Linked DNA regions of Arachis hypogaea: region 1 is linked to region 2. The links are chromatin contacts, called in public Hi-C maps. All regions are on one chromosome and are shown on one strand. Each heading gives the region's core, a stretch centred on a gene start, on an enhancer-like site or on the middle of the called end of the contact. The rest is flanking DNA. Distances are from core to core; before and after follow the strand shown. Region 1 holds the start of LOC112769240. Region 2 has its middle 16 kb from the start of LOC112771479.

Region 1 (6,196 bases), core at 382-2,881, 38 kb before region 2:
TATTTTTTTTGCATTCATATGGTTTACATACAAAAATTAAGAATGAAGCGATTTTTAAGGTAAAAAAAAAGTATACTTTAGAAGGGATGAAAAGAAAAAAAATAGTCTTACTTATATGATTTAGTACTCACTACGTACTCTATGATATACTGTACTGTACTTTGACTTGCAATTTGAACTCAACTTTTAACAAACATAAATAGAAAATTCATTATATGCATACATTATAAATAAAAAATTTAATTTATTATTAAATAATAAATTAAATAATATTATTAAAATGGTTGTTGACAAACTTGAATGGTTTTCACCACTGCCGTGCCTCCAATTCGTGTCTGTTGTCCCTGGTTTGATCTGTCCATTTCGCTGCTGACAAACTTGAAATGGTTTTTCCATTTCGTGCCTGCCCTAAGTGAAATGGTCCTCCCATTTCGTGGCCACCATGCCATAAATGGTGTGAAAATCCATTTCGTGCCTGCCATGCTAGAAATGGCACGGCGCATTTTGAGAAATGTTTTCACATATGCGCATTTTGGGAATTAAAGAATTTTTCATGCGCATTTCAGTAAAAAAGCCCAGATAGGGGTGGCAAGCGAGGAAGTCCGCCCCGCCCCGCCCCGCCAGAAGCCCACCCTTTGACGGGCTGGCCCACTCCGCCCCACCTAGTGAGGCAGTCCCAGAATCTCATCCCGCCCCACCTAACGGCGGGCTGGCGATCTAACCGCCAAATATCCTCTTTTTTTTTTTTACTTTTAACTATTAAATAATATATATAAAGGTATAAAAAAAATTTCTTCTGTTTTTTACTTTTAACTATTATAATTTCTAAAGGTATAAACAAATTATAATTTTTATATTCACAAATATTAAAGTGTTTGTAATTATAAATATTGTTCCCAAAGCAAAATAAACATAATCTAAAATATAATTATAAATATTGTCTCTAAAACAAAATAAACATAATCCAAAACACTCAATTTTCATCTTCATTCTCTTGTAAGTTGGGTTGGGGGAGGTTGAGTTTTGGCAAAAAAAAATTATAAAAATACCCCTTGCGAAAAAAATACTAAACCCGGCAGAAAAGCCCGCCCCGCCCTGCCAAAACCCGCGGTTTAAGCGGTGCGGATTAGGCGAACTTTTATTATTTGGCGGTCCCAATTTTCTAGTCCGACTCGCCTTTTTTGGCGGATTACGTGAACCGACCCGACGAATTTTGACCCGTTTACCATCGGATCATAGATAAAATTAGAATTATAATATTCTCAATCCATAAATAAAATAAAATTAAATTTTAGTAACAAATTTAATTCATAAATTAAATTAAAATTAAACTTAAATCCTACCCTACTCTACCCATCCCTATCTCTAATCTTGCATTTACAAAAGCCCGCAGGCCGCAGGTGTATTGGATTTAGTAAATGGATTTCAGAACATACCCCTATAAGTCCAAGAAAAAAAAAAAAAAAGAACATATCCCTATAGTAACTTATTTGAAATCGAGAGATCTAAGATCTCAACGGCCGTAGGAGTGTCTGTCAAAAGCGCGAAAAAACGCGCCTTCACATTGGACAGTCACGTGTGCATCCATCCTTGACGGGTGACTCATTCATTCCCTCTAACTAAAATCTTCAGTCTTCTCTTCTTCCTCATCCACAACCAATATTACGCGCAACGTGTCACCCAACAAAACCCCCTGTGCGCACTGCACACCCCCGCGTATCATACACTAGCACGCCTCCCTCGTCCCATTTATCACTCTTTTCATTTTTCTCTCTCTTCTCAAAACATTCACTCTTCCTTTCACCGTTTCTTTTACATAGCCACCCTTCCTTAACACACCTTGTAACTGCCTCAACAACTCGCACCTTATCTTTGTTCAGATATCAGTATTTTACCTATATCTTATTGGATTCGTTGAGTATTAGTCTTGGTCGCGATTCGTTTTTCAGCGATTTAAAGTTTGAAATTAGATTTGTATGGCAAGTTTGAGGGAGCTGTGAGAGAAGAGAACATGTCTGTAGAAAGGTCCTTCGAAGCATGGGAGGAGGTGCAACGGCATGGGCAGGACCTTGCTGATAGGCTTGCCCAGGGTTTCAGTGGTCTGATCCAGACGCACATGACCCCGCCGCAGTTCGCTTGGCCAAACCCTCACAAGTCGAAGCTATTTGATCTTGAGTTCCCGACACACAGCTTTGCGAACGGGGATCTTGCCCTCGCCACGCAGGAGTATGGGATAAACGGCGTGACGGCGATTTTTGACATTGGTAATAGGATCGGCCAGGCTGGGGCGGACTTTGGGGCCAGTTTGAACGGTTTGGTTCAGCAGTTTTTCCGGTCGCTGCCGTTACCTGCGGTGCAGTTTAAGCCGGAGGAGGCGGTGGTGGGCTCGATTCGGATGGATGGGGAGAAGGTTAGGCAGAGAAGTGGTGGTGTTCTTGGGGTTGCTGTTATGCAAGAGGATTTGGATTTGGGGTCACTTAGTGAGAGGTTGAAGAATCATGGTTTTGCTGAGACTAATAGTGGTGGCGGCGGCGGTGGAAATGTGGATGAAGAAGGTGGTGGCAGTGGCAGCATCGGCAGCGGCAGTGGCAGCGGCAGTGGCAGTGGCAGTGGCGGATTTAACCTTGGGTCTATTGGTTATATGGGTAGGCGACAGGTAATAGTTTTTAGTTTTGTTGATTTCATTGATTTGCTATTTTTATGTTTGATTAATTTATAGCTGCTTTAGCTTTGTGTTTCGATGATTTGCTTGTTAGTGGCTGATTGGAGAATGATTAGTGTGCTAATGTTAGGAGAGATTTTAATCTGTTCAAGTTATTGCTTTGCTCCTTTTGACTTTGATTTGGACTATGGGGCTGTTATGTTATTCATCATAGTAGTTGGTCAGGGACCCGGTCATTTGTATGAACCAACGCAATAGATGATTTTACTTTTATGGTTTAGTCTGTGGTTTTATTTATTATGAATTTGTGGTGATTAGTATGATTGATGCCTATAAGATGGTAAAATCTAGTTTTTAGTGGTTTTGGCATGTTTTGAGAAAGCCTATAGAACAAAGAGTACACCATGTGGTGGTTATGGAAATAGTCCAATAGCTAGAAGAAGAGGGAAACCAAGAAAAACGTTGATGGAACTATTGAAAAGGATTATGATTTTTCTTGATTTGACTATAAACATTAGGACAGGATATTCCAGCATCTTGACCTAATCTATAACTTCTCTTAGTAGGACGAGGTTTGGTTGTTGTTGCTCACAGTTTTCTTACGGTATTCATGATGAGTAACGAGCAATGGCATCTTATCAAATTAATAATTTAGTATAGTTACACTAGTCCTACTTTGAGAAAGACAAAAAGTAAGAGTTGAAAGATGATTATCAACTTCATCAGTTATAAAGAATTGCACCCTGATATTTTATTGTAGCACTGGCCTATAAGTTTTCACCCTTTATCCGTTATCCCCAATCAAAAATTTTGAGCGACAGAGATCGCTTTTGGCAATATAAAAGTGGATTTTTACTTATCTATACCCAAAATCAATTAAGCCTCTAGAATTGATTTTGGCAGAAGCAAAAAGTTGTTACTTTCTGTTAGAATCACTTTTAAAAGAACTAGTAAACATAAATGAATTTACCTCAAAATCGACTGTAAGTAAAAATTCTATTGAACTAACTAAAACCATTTCTGCAAAAGCAGACCCAAGCACACTATATGTAGTTAAAATGCTCATAATTTCAATGATCAGTACTCGATTATACTGGTTTGGAATGAATTATTTATTTGCAAAATTGATTATGTTACTTACCAAGATTCCTCATAATTTTAATCTTAATGTTCAGTTGGAGTGGCAACCTGAAAATTGATATACGTATAGGGACATAAACTATAGACTCACGACATAATGCTATTTTGGGAAAATTTCAGGGTAGCACTTGTTAAGCATATTAATGTTTATGCCACTGTTGTACAAAACAAATGATTTTGCAGCTAATTCATTTAGTTGCTTAAGCTATCTTGGAATTTTTCTACTAGTCAATGCTATATTTTCTTTTCTTTTCCCTGGAATTGTTTCCGTTGATTAATAACTATCAATTATTTGAAGTCTTCTCCTATGTTTTATTATCTGGTACTCTCTATGAAAGTTCTTTGTCCTATGATTTCTATGTCATCAACGTTGAGGGTAAAATTTATATGATTTATACTTTGGGGGCAAAATTGAAACTTTTGGCAAATGTTGGGGGCATTTAATATGCTTTTTCCCCTTGTTATATAAGACAATATCAATTGTGCAAACTCTTACTGTTTTTCTGTAAGATTGAACTATTGATTGTGTATTATGGTCAAACTCTCTTCTCTCACTAAGTTGCTTGCCCAAGTTACTTTCTGATTCCAATGAGTGTTTATTTTCTGGAAAATGCAGGGAATCATAAATTTTACGTCAACTTATGATAGTAGGACACAAGAAGTGGACGGGTCTTTAGTTGCAAGGGGGGATTTGTGGAGAGTAGAGGCATCACACGGTGGCTCTACTTCTACATCTGGAAATGGAAATTCATCCCTTTTTCTTGTCCAGCTTGGACCTCTCCTCTTTATTCGCGATTCAACTCTCCTTCTGCCTGTTCATCTGTCAAAGCAACACTTACTTTGGTATGGCTACGACAGAAAGGTTAGTACGAGGATCAGCTATCTAAATTCAACTTACAGGAAAGTAACAATGTTTGTGGAAATGAGTTTTATCTTAGAACAGTATATTTGTGGACATTCTGTTGAAGTTGTGGTTAGCAAAACATATTTCGTCTTGTTCTATTAAAGGAAACCTTATATACTGTATCTTATTCACATGCATTTGATAAATGAGCCCCATTTCCATTTACATGATCAAGTTTCCTGTCCAAGTTAGTGTATAGTTTGCTAGTTAAAATGAGACACATTAATTTGGCATTTTTTGTTTCTGCGATACAGAAGATATCAATATGCCATTTTTGGCAATAGATTTATGACTTTATTTTCCTGTCAAAAGTAACTCCTCCTCACTTGTGAAAATTGCTTAATTATCTTTTGAATTATTTATTTCTATCTTCACGTAGATGGTAGACCCTTCTTCTTTAATATTATGTTACATGATATGATAATTTTTTTATTGTCAGAATGGAATGCATTCTCTTTGTCCAGCAGTGTGGTCAAAACACAGGAGGTGGCTGTTGATGTCCATGCTTTGTTTGAATCCCTTAGCTTGTGTAAGTTGATAGCTTATGATGACTCTTAAGATCGGTCGTTCTGGTTTTCATTTGTGCATTTGTTTTTATGCACTGCTATGTGCTGACTAATATATTATCTTAGTATTCCAGCTTAGTGCTTCGGTTGCTTTATAATTATGTCATCCTCAGGCACAATCTGACAGTTGCTGATATAATCATTCTTGTTTCATCACAATTGTAAATTTCAAATAGAAAAATTTGAAGGTTGACCATAAGCCCATAATTGCATGTATCAATCTTCTATTCAAGATCACTCTGACACTGTCTTGCGTGTGTCAATCATAATTCAACATTTTAATATTTAGATGGAATATTTGACCCTGCCTAGTCGGATAGGCTTTGTTGTCGTTGTTTGCTGTAGTATTTAGGCGGAATAAAACTCCCGGTTGTATAAAATACGAGTGATTTCCTGGGTTAGTATTCTCTCTTCTTCCTTAAATTCCCTATGTTCACATTTCTTTTTCCTTCTATCTTTGCGTCCAGTCATTTGTGGATCTGCAATTTCCTAATGGACAACTAACCTACGTATCCGGTGAGGGTCTTACTACGAGTGCTTTCCTTCCGGTTTGCGGAGGTCTTCTTCAAGCTCAGGGTCAATATCCTGGGGAAATGAGATTCAGCTATTCATGCAAGGTAGAATCCAAGCTGCATTGAAAGCTTAGAATAACTTTTTAAATACACATGGTTCTGTGAGGTCCCAAAATTTTAGTGACCTCACTGATACTCCTATATATGGGAATTGGGAACTAATGTAATACAATGCCTCTTGTTTTTCAGAATAAGTGGGGAACAAGAATTACGCCGATGGTACAATGGCCTGACAAATCATTTTCTTTGGGTGTTGCCCAAGCCTTGGCCTGGAAGAGATCTGGTCTCATTGTGAGGCCAACCGTTCAATTCAGGTAAAGATGTTTCAATCTTGATATATTTCTTATACTTT
Region 2 (6,791 bases), core at 3,156-5,655:
CTTCATGAAAATACACTAGATATATTTTTTGTGAAAAATTATTACAAAGAACTTATCTATAACAAGAAGAAGAATAAAGAAGAAGAAGAATGAGAAGAACGTTATTTGGTTTAGGTTTTAAAAGGGAAAAATGACTAAATTGATTTAATTTCATTTTTTTTCCTCGTCATTTAGACGTTATCATCTTCAGTGTAAAAAAGGTTAAACTACGTCACTCATAGCATTGAGTTTCGGTGACGAAAAATATGTTTGAGATTAACGTGATACACTTTTTTTAATTTAAGAGATTAAATTAGAATAATTGAGATCTCAAAAATTAAATCAGTGTAATTTGTTAATATTAAATACCAAAATTAAGCTTAACTCTAATTTATATAGATATAATTGCTTGCTATAGATCTTGACTTACGGGACCACTTAATTTTGGCTTTTTCTCAACCAAAAAAAAAAAAAATCATACACGATGCACGCAACACAGTATCCTACAATGTAAAAGCTTGTCCTAGCTTGTCGCATTTGTTTTTTTTTTTTTTTGAAACAAATGAAGCTCAACACATTAAAGTGGAGCAAATAAAAGAAAGAAGAAGACACATAACCAGCTACCAACAAATAAACCAACCCCTACTATCCCCAGTACTCTCATCCTCCCCCAGGATCACCACCACTCCATTCCGTGTAGCTCATCAACGTCCTTGTGTGTATGACCTCCAGGCTTGCTCTTGCATTCTTGAAGATTCGTGCATTCCGTTCCAACCAGATGTTCCAAATCACTGCAAAGAACACTGACATCCACATCTTCTTCCCCTGTTGTCTATTATGCATTCCATGCCAACTCTCAAACATTTCTTTAACAGTTCCGGGAATCACCCACTCCCTTCCTAGTAACCTCAGCCACTTGCACCACACCTGCCATGTTACCTCACACCTAAGGAATAAATGCTCAACAGATTCTAATTCCTTGGTACACAGTACACACATACTATCCCCCAGAATGTTGACTCCTAGTTTAGTCAGCCGCTCCTTGGTGTTAACTCTACCCACTAGTACAAACCACCCAAAGAGCTCAATTCTCGGAGGGACGAAACCTTTCCAGATGGAACTCGTGAAGCTATAACTCGTTATCTCAGCTGATAATGTCTCCGCTTGTATAGCTTGGATCACAGAACTAGTAGAGAAAATACCTTTATTTTCAAACTTCCACACCACATTGTCCTCCCTACCTGATGACAACCTCACTGGCCTTAACCTCTCATGCAGTTGATTGACAAGCTCCAGCTCCCATTGGAACAGCGCCCTCCTCCATTGAAAATTTCAAATCCAATCAAGCCCATCCCAAAAACCACACTCCCCGATGACAAGTCCTTGCTGACTGGAAATAGAGTAGAGTCTCGGATAACTTCCTTTCAGAGTACCACCTTGAACCCAGTTATCTTCCCAAAATCGAGTCTGCATACCATTGCCTACTTCCATTGCCAGTCCACTTACCACTTTATCACGAATCCGCGGTTCTTTTATATTCAGCTGACATATGTCCTTCCAAGGGCCACCCTTTACTGGTAAAGGCTGAGTTGCTAACATGACATCCGGGTTCAACTTATTACACGAACACACAATCTTCTTCCACAGCGGACAATCCTCCTTTGAAAACCTCTACCACCACTTAAACAGAAGCGCTGTGTTTCTCAGCACTGCATCACCAACCCCCAATCCCCCAACCTTTTTTGGAGCCTGAACTATCTCCCATTTTACCATAGGTATACCATAGTTCCCGTTCTCCTTACACCACATAAAGTTCCGTTGTAAAGCAATCAGCTTGTCCGCTACCGCCTTCGGCATCTTGTATAGACTAAGGTAGTAGATGGGGAGACTATTCAGCACCGATTTGATAAGGACCAGCTTACCTGATTTATTCAAAACCTTGGCTTTCCACAAACTCAGCTTCTGTTCCACCTTATCAATGATTGGTTTCCAAGTCTTCACCAAGCGCGGATTCGCACCTAGAGAAACTCCCAAGTATCTAACCGGTAGAGAAGCTTGTTGGCATCCCAGCAGTCCACATGCCTGATCAATCCATCCTTGCTCACAGTTCACCGATATCAGATTCGATTTATCAAAGTTAATGCTCAGCCCAGACATCAACTCAAAGCACCGTAACAGTCTCTTATAGTTTACAATTGTTTCAGTCTCCGGCGGGCAGAATAAAATAGTGTCATCTGCAAATTGTAGGTGCGACAGTTCAATAAGATCTCCCCCTACCAGCAGTGGAGCAATGTGGCCATTCCTCACAGCCTCCCCCAACATCCTATGCAACACATCTACAACTAATACGAACAGCAATGGAGAAAGTGGGTCCCCTTGTCTTAGTCCCCTCTCCATCTTGAATGGCTTGGAAGGTGCCCCGTTTACCAAGACTGCCATGGTGGCCGTAGTAACACACTCCTTCACCCAGCTCCTCCATTTTTGGCCGAAGCCCATTTTCTGTAGCACAATGTCAACAAAATCCCATCTCACTCTGTCATAGGCCTTCTGAAAATCCAGTTTGATAATGACTGCTGACTTTTTCTGAGTCTTCAGCCAATGAACCGTCTCGCAGGCTATGAGTGCACCATCATGAATTTTCCTTCCCTTTACAAACGCAGTCTGAGTCTCTCCAACCAGTCCCGACATCACAGATCGCATCCTGTGCACCAACACTTTCGAAAGATGTAGACTAATTGCTAAATATATAATGATACCAGAAAGTTACTTAAGCATTTTATCATATATGAAAGTTCTTTAGAAGATTAACTAAGAATCAGGTAAATTTTGGAACAGATTGAGGATTTGGTTTCGTAAGATTACAAATTAAACAAACTTTTAATTATACAAAAAAAAATATTTGTATACTAAAATCAGTTATCAATGTATTTGTGTATAAATATATATGTAGTTTAATATATTTGTATTTCAATATATATTTTATACTGGTAACTGACTTTAGTGACGGATTTTGATATACATAGAACATTACTCTTAATTATTACAAAAGCACGATGCAACTTCTTCATTCCAAAGGAGACGCATAAATGAAGTTACTGTTTATAAATATGTTCATATATATGAAAAATAATGATATAGCTTCTATTTTTATAATATTATTTTATATAAATTTTTTTGTATTATATATATATATATATATATATTGCATGAATTAGTAAGAAAAAACGGCATTATCAATTTGTTTCACCAGATATTGTCCTGACCAACATTGCATATTACAAATTAATTGATTAAATATACTAAGCTTTTCTTCGTGTTGAAAGTGTTTTTAAATTAATTTCTTCTCTAATAACACTTGAATAGATAGTAGCATGATAAGGTCACTAGAAAACCTAAACATTAAAAAATAGGCATGCTTAACCGAAGATTAAAAAATTGATAATCATTAATTGCACTTGTGTTATTAGCTAACGGCTGAGTTTGAGTCTTTGAGATGCATAGGTCAGCCTAATGACATCACCTCGCAATTGAGAGCATCCAGTATAAAACTTTTTCAAATGCCTCTTGTCAAAATTTTATATTATCTTTTGCACATAAATAAAAACTAAGAAGGAGCAAATTTTGGTTACCTATTTAATTAATTAAAATAAGATAAATTAACATGGTTATTAATTTTTTTTATAATGTAATATAATATATTATTTAAATTTAACTCTTAAAAAAATTAAATTTATTTGTAATGATATCATTAATTAAACTAAAAAGCAATTCATAGTAGAAAATTAATAATAATGTATGAAACGAATCAAAATTGAAAAAACATTTAATTATTAATCTTAATAACTTCAAAATGAATAATAACAATAAAATTTGTTACTTGATATTAATACTCACACTTGTAAATTAGTAAGTCAGCTAAGCTTAACAAGTTAATTATAGATATTTTTTTAGTGTGCAAAGTCTGGATAGTCTGTATATTAAACCAAATAGTCATTTGTATTATAAAATAAAATGAAAAATATTACAATTATAACCGTACTATTTTAATTTTTTTTATCTCTTCCTATAGTGATACCACAAAACAAAATGAAAAAAATTACAATTATAATAAAAACAATTTCAATCTCTTCTTATACATTTTAATATGGATAAAGTATATTTTTTGTCCTTAACATTTTTAAAAAATTTTAAAAATACTCTTAACGTTTAATTTACTTAATATTATTCTTAATGTTTCAATTTTATCCTTGCTCTTAATTTTTTAATAGTTAATATATGGTCAACGTTTTTCTTTCCAATTTTATCCCTCCCTCATGTATCACTTTTTTCCATATTTTTTATTATCATACTCCACTCCTCTCTCTACACATTTCTAACACATTGCTTAAACCCACTACCAACGACCCACCCCACGGCCCACTCTATTGTTGCACCACTCCGCCATCCTACTACACCACCGTCACTCTCAATACTACTATCTGACCTATTTATCTTTGCACCACCACATCTCCCTATTTTACTGTCTCCCCCAATACACCATCCCATCATTATTATTATCATTAACATTAACAACGTTAACAAAATCACACCTCTTCACCTCACCACGACTCTTCATTGGCACCATTGTACCACTGCGCCACCCTCGCTCTCCCTCCTCCTTTTCTAGATCTCACATTATTTTTATTTTAATTTGCACAAAGTTATGGGATGTCTCGGGCGCGCGGAGAGAGAGAAACTTGCTTCCTTAATGAATTTTTTAAATCCAAACCCTTAATCTTGTGTTTTGGTCCCAAGTTTTAATATTAGCCATTGATTCACAGCAGATTAAAGTAACCTCCACTTTTTTCACGTTATCCGAAATAGTTGTGCAGAAGGAAAGGTTTAATCAACAAGTAATTAACTTGCATGTTTATGAAAATATTTTATTTTTTTCTTCTGATTTAGCTTCACTTGAACATTGTGTTTTCGGCTCCAATTTTAATTTGACATAGGCACCAGAATTTGCCTTTTTCTTTCTTTCTCTTTGGTGCTTAATGAGAAAATGATATTCTCTTTCTTTTTTGTGCCATACCCAAATCACCATAATACTATCATAAGCTAAATGCTATTCTTTTCATGAAGGCAATGGACTGGATTAAAAGCTTGGTCAGAGTATCTAAGGTTCGGGTGCTTGATTCTATTGTTTTGGGTTGCACATTAACATTTGGGCCTGTAACACTAAATGAATCATCAAAACACTTTTAGACTTTCAATCCAATTAAAATTATATTTGTCATCACCAAAAATATTATTATTATTTACTAAACTCAAGAATAGCCAATGCTTGATGGTTACCCTTGGAATCTTCTAATTTTGCCTTATATTTCATAATTTCAAAATGTTGTTTGATTATAAAATTCCAACGACAAATAATAACCTTTGGATTGTCAGGAATAGTTTTCACTATGTAGGTTTTTGTTTTGTTTAGACTTTAGAGCATCCAATTCTTCAATCATAGCTTTAATTAATTATACAAATGGTATATCTATTTAAGATTTCAAATAATTGGCAGAGGAAAAATGTCGGTAAAGATTTTTACAAAAATTTCGCGTTGTAAGTATATTTCTAAACCGACAATTAGACCTCAATCAATATTTAAATTGTTTGTCATAAATACAAATCTAATAAATTTAACCAAAGTATTTAAATCTCGGGTCGTCTCTCAAGGAATTGCAGGGAGTGTAGTTTATATTTGGTTATAAGATTGTATCTTTTTGGATTTTGAGTTTAATAAGCAAGGAATGTAAATAACAAGAAAATAAACCAACAACTAAGAAAAGTCCTAGTAAGGGTTGAGAATCGAAATTTCTATCCTCATTATCATTGTCAATTATGATGGTAATTGTAAATTACTCTCACTTAGTTAACCTCTAACAATTGAAGAAAAGTCAAATGAGTAAATCAACTTGAGTTCACAAGTCCTAATCAAAGACTAGAATTAGTGAAGCTCAAGTCAACTAGCAACTTTCAATCACCAACCAACAAGAGACCTTGACAATTCAAGAGTCTCTAAATTACTCAATCCAAGCTAAGAATACAAAAATCTAATTTAAAATCCAACCAAACATTTTATCAAACACTTAGAAGGCATAAAATAAGAACATAGAAAATTAACAAGGAATATTAAATTTAAACAACCAATTGCAAGCATTAATGACTAACAATTAAAGAGAGTAACAATAAACATGGAAAACATAAATTGCATTAAAAGAAATCAAACGTAACAAGAGCTCATAAACATAAAAATGGCGAAAACGAAAAATTAACAAGAGAAGAAAATGAACTAAAGTGCTTAAAAAAATGAAAGTAAGAAAACTAAATTAAAGGAAGATTGAACCTGAACCTAAGGAGAAATTGAAAGAAGAAACCATAAATCTAGAGAGAGGAGAGAGCCTCTCTCTCTAGAAAACCTACATCTAAACCTAAAAATTGTATGAATGAAAGTGATTGATTGATCCCCCCTTCCAGCTTCACTCTGCAGCCTCTAATCTGTATTTTCGTGCCTGGAATGGGTCAAAAGCAGCCCAGAAATCGCCCCCAGCGAATTCTGTAAATTGCAGCACGTGACACTTGTCATGCGTACGCGTTAACCATGCGTACGCGTCGCTGAACTTTTCACTTGGCCACGCATACGCGTCGTCCATGCGTACGCGTCGCTGCCAGCTTCTCAAAAATACAATTTCTTGTGTTCCTTCCACTTTTGCATGCTTTTTTTCCATCCTCTAAGCCATTCCTGCCCTATAAAACCTGAAAACACTTCACACACATATCAC

What was found. Hi-C and Micro-C count contacts between places; a contact is called where the count stands out from the background.
Region 1: a Hi-C map of leaf shows a contact between it and region 2, with 3 times the contacts expected there. The contact joins the promoter of LOC112769240 here to the enhancer-like site in region 2. A contact is called at or near these places in 2 of 8 Hi-C or Micro-C datasets (both in leaf).

The regions. Positions count from the first base shown.
Region 1 is chr18:32,527,834-32,534,029 of arahy.Tifrunner.gnm2.J5K5, reverse strand. It overlaps LOC112769240, which reads left to right and starts at 1,631. Exons shown (of 7, transcript XM_025813695.3): 1 at 1,631-2,656; 2 at 4,419-4,664; 3 at 5,146-5,235; 4 at 5,740-5,889; 5 at 6,034-6,158. The coding sequence starts at 2,012.
Region 2 is chr18:32,491,770-32,498,560 of arahy.Tifrunner.gnm2.J5K5, reverse strand. No RefSeq gene overlaps it. Among protein-coding and RNA genes, the nearest start is that of LOC112771479, 16 kb to the right of the region's middle. Within about 2 kb of position 4,405, at least 3 of the 3 cell types and tissues checked have open chromatin away from gene starts, as enhancers often do.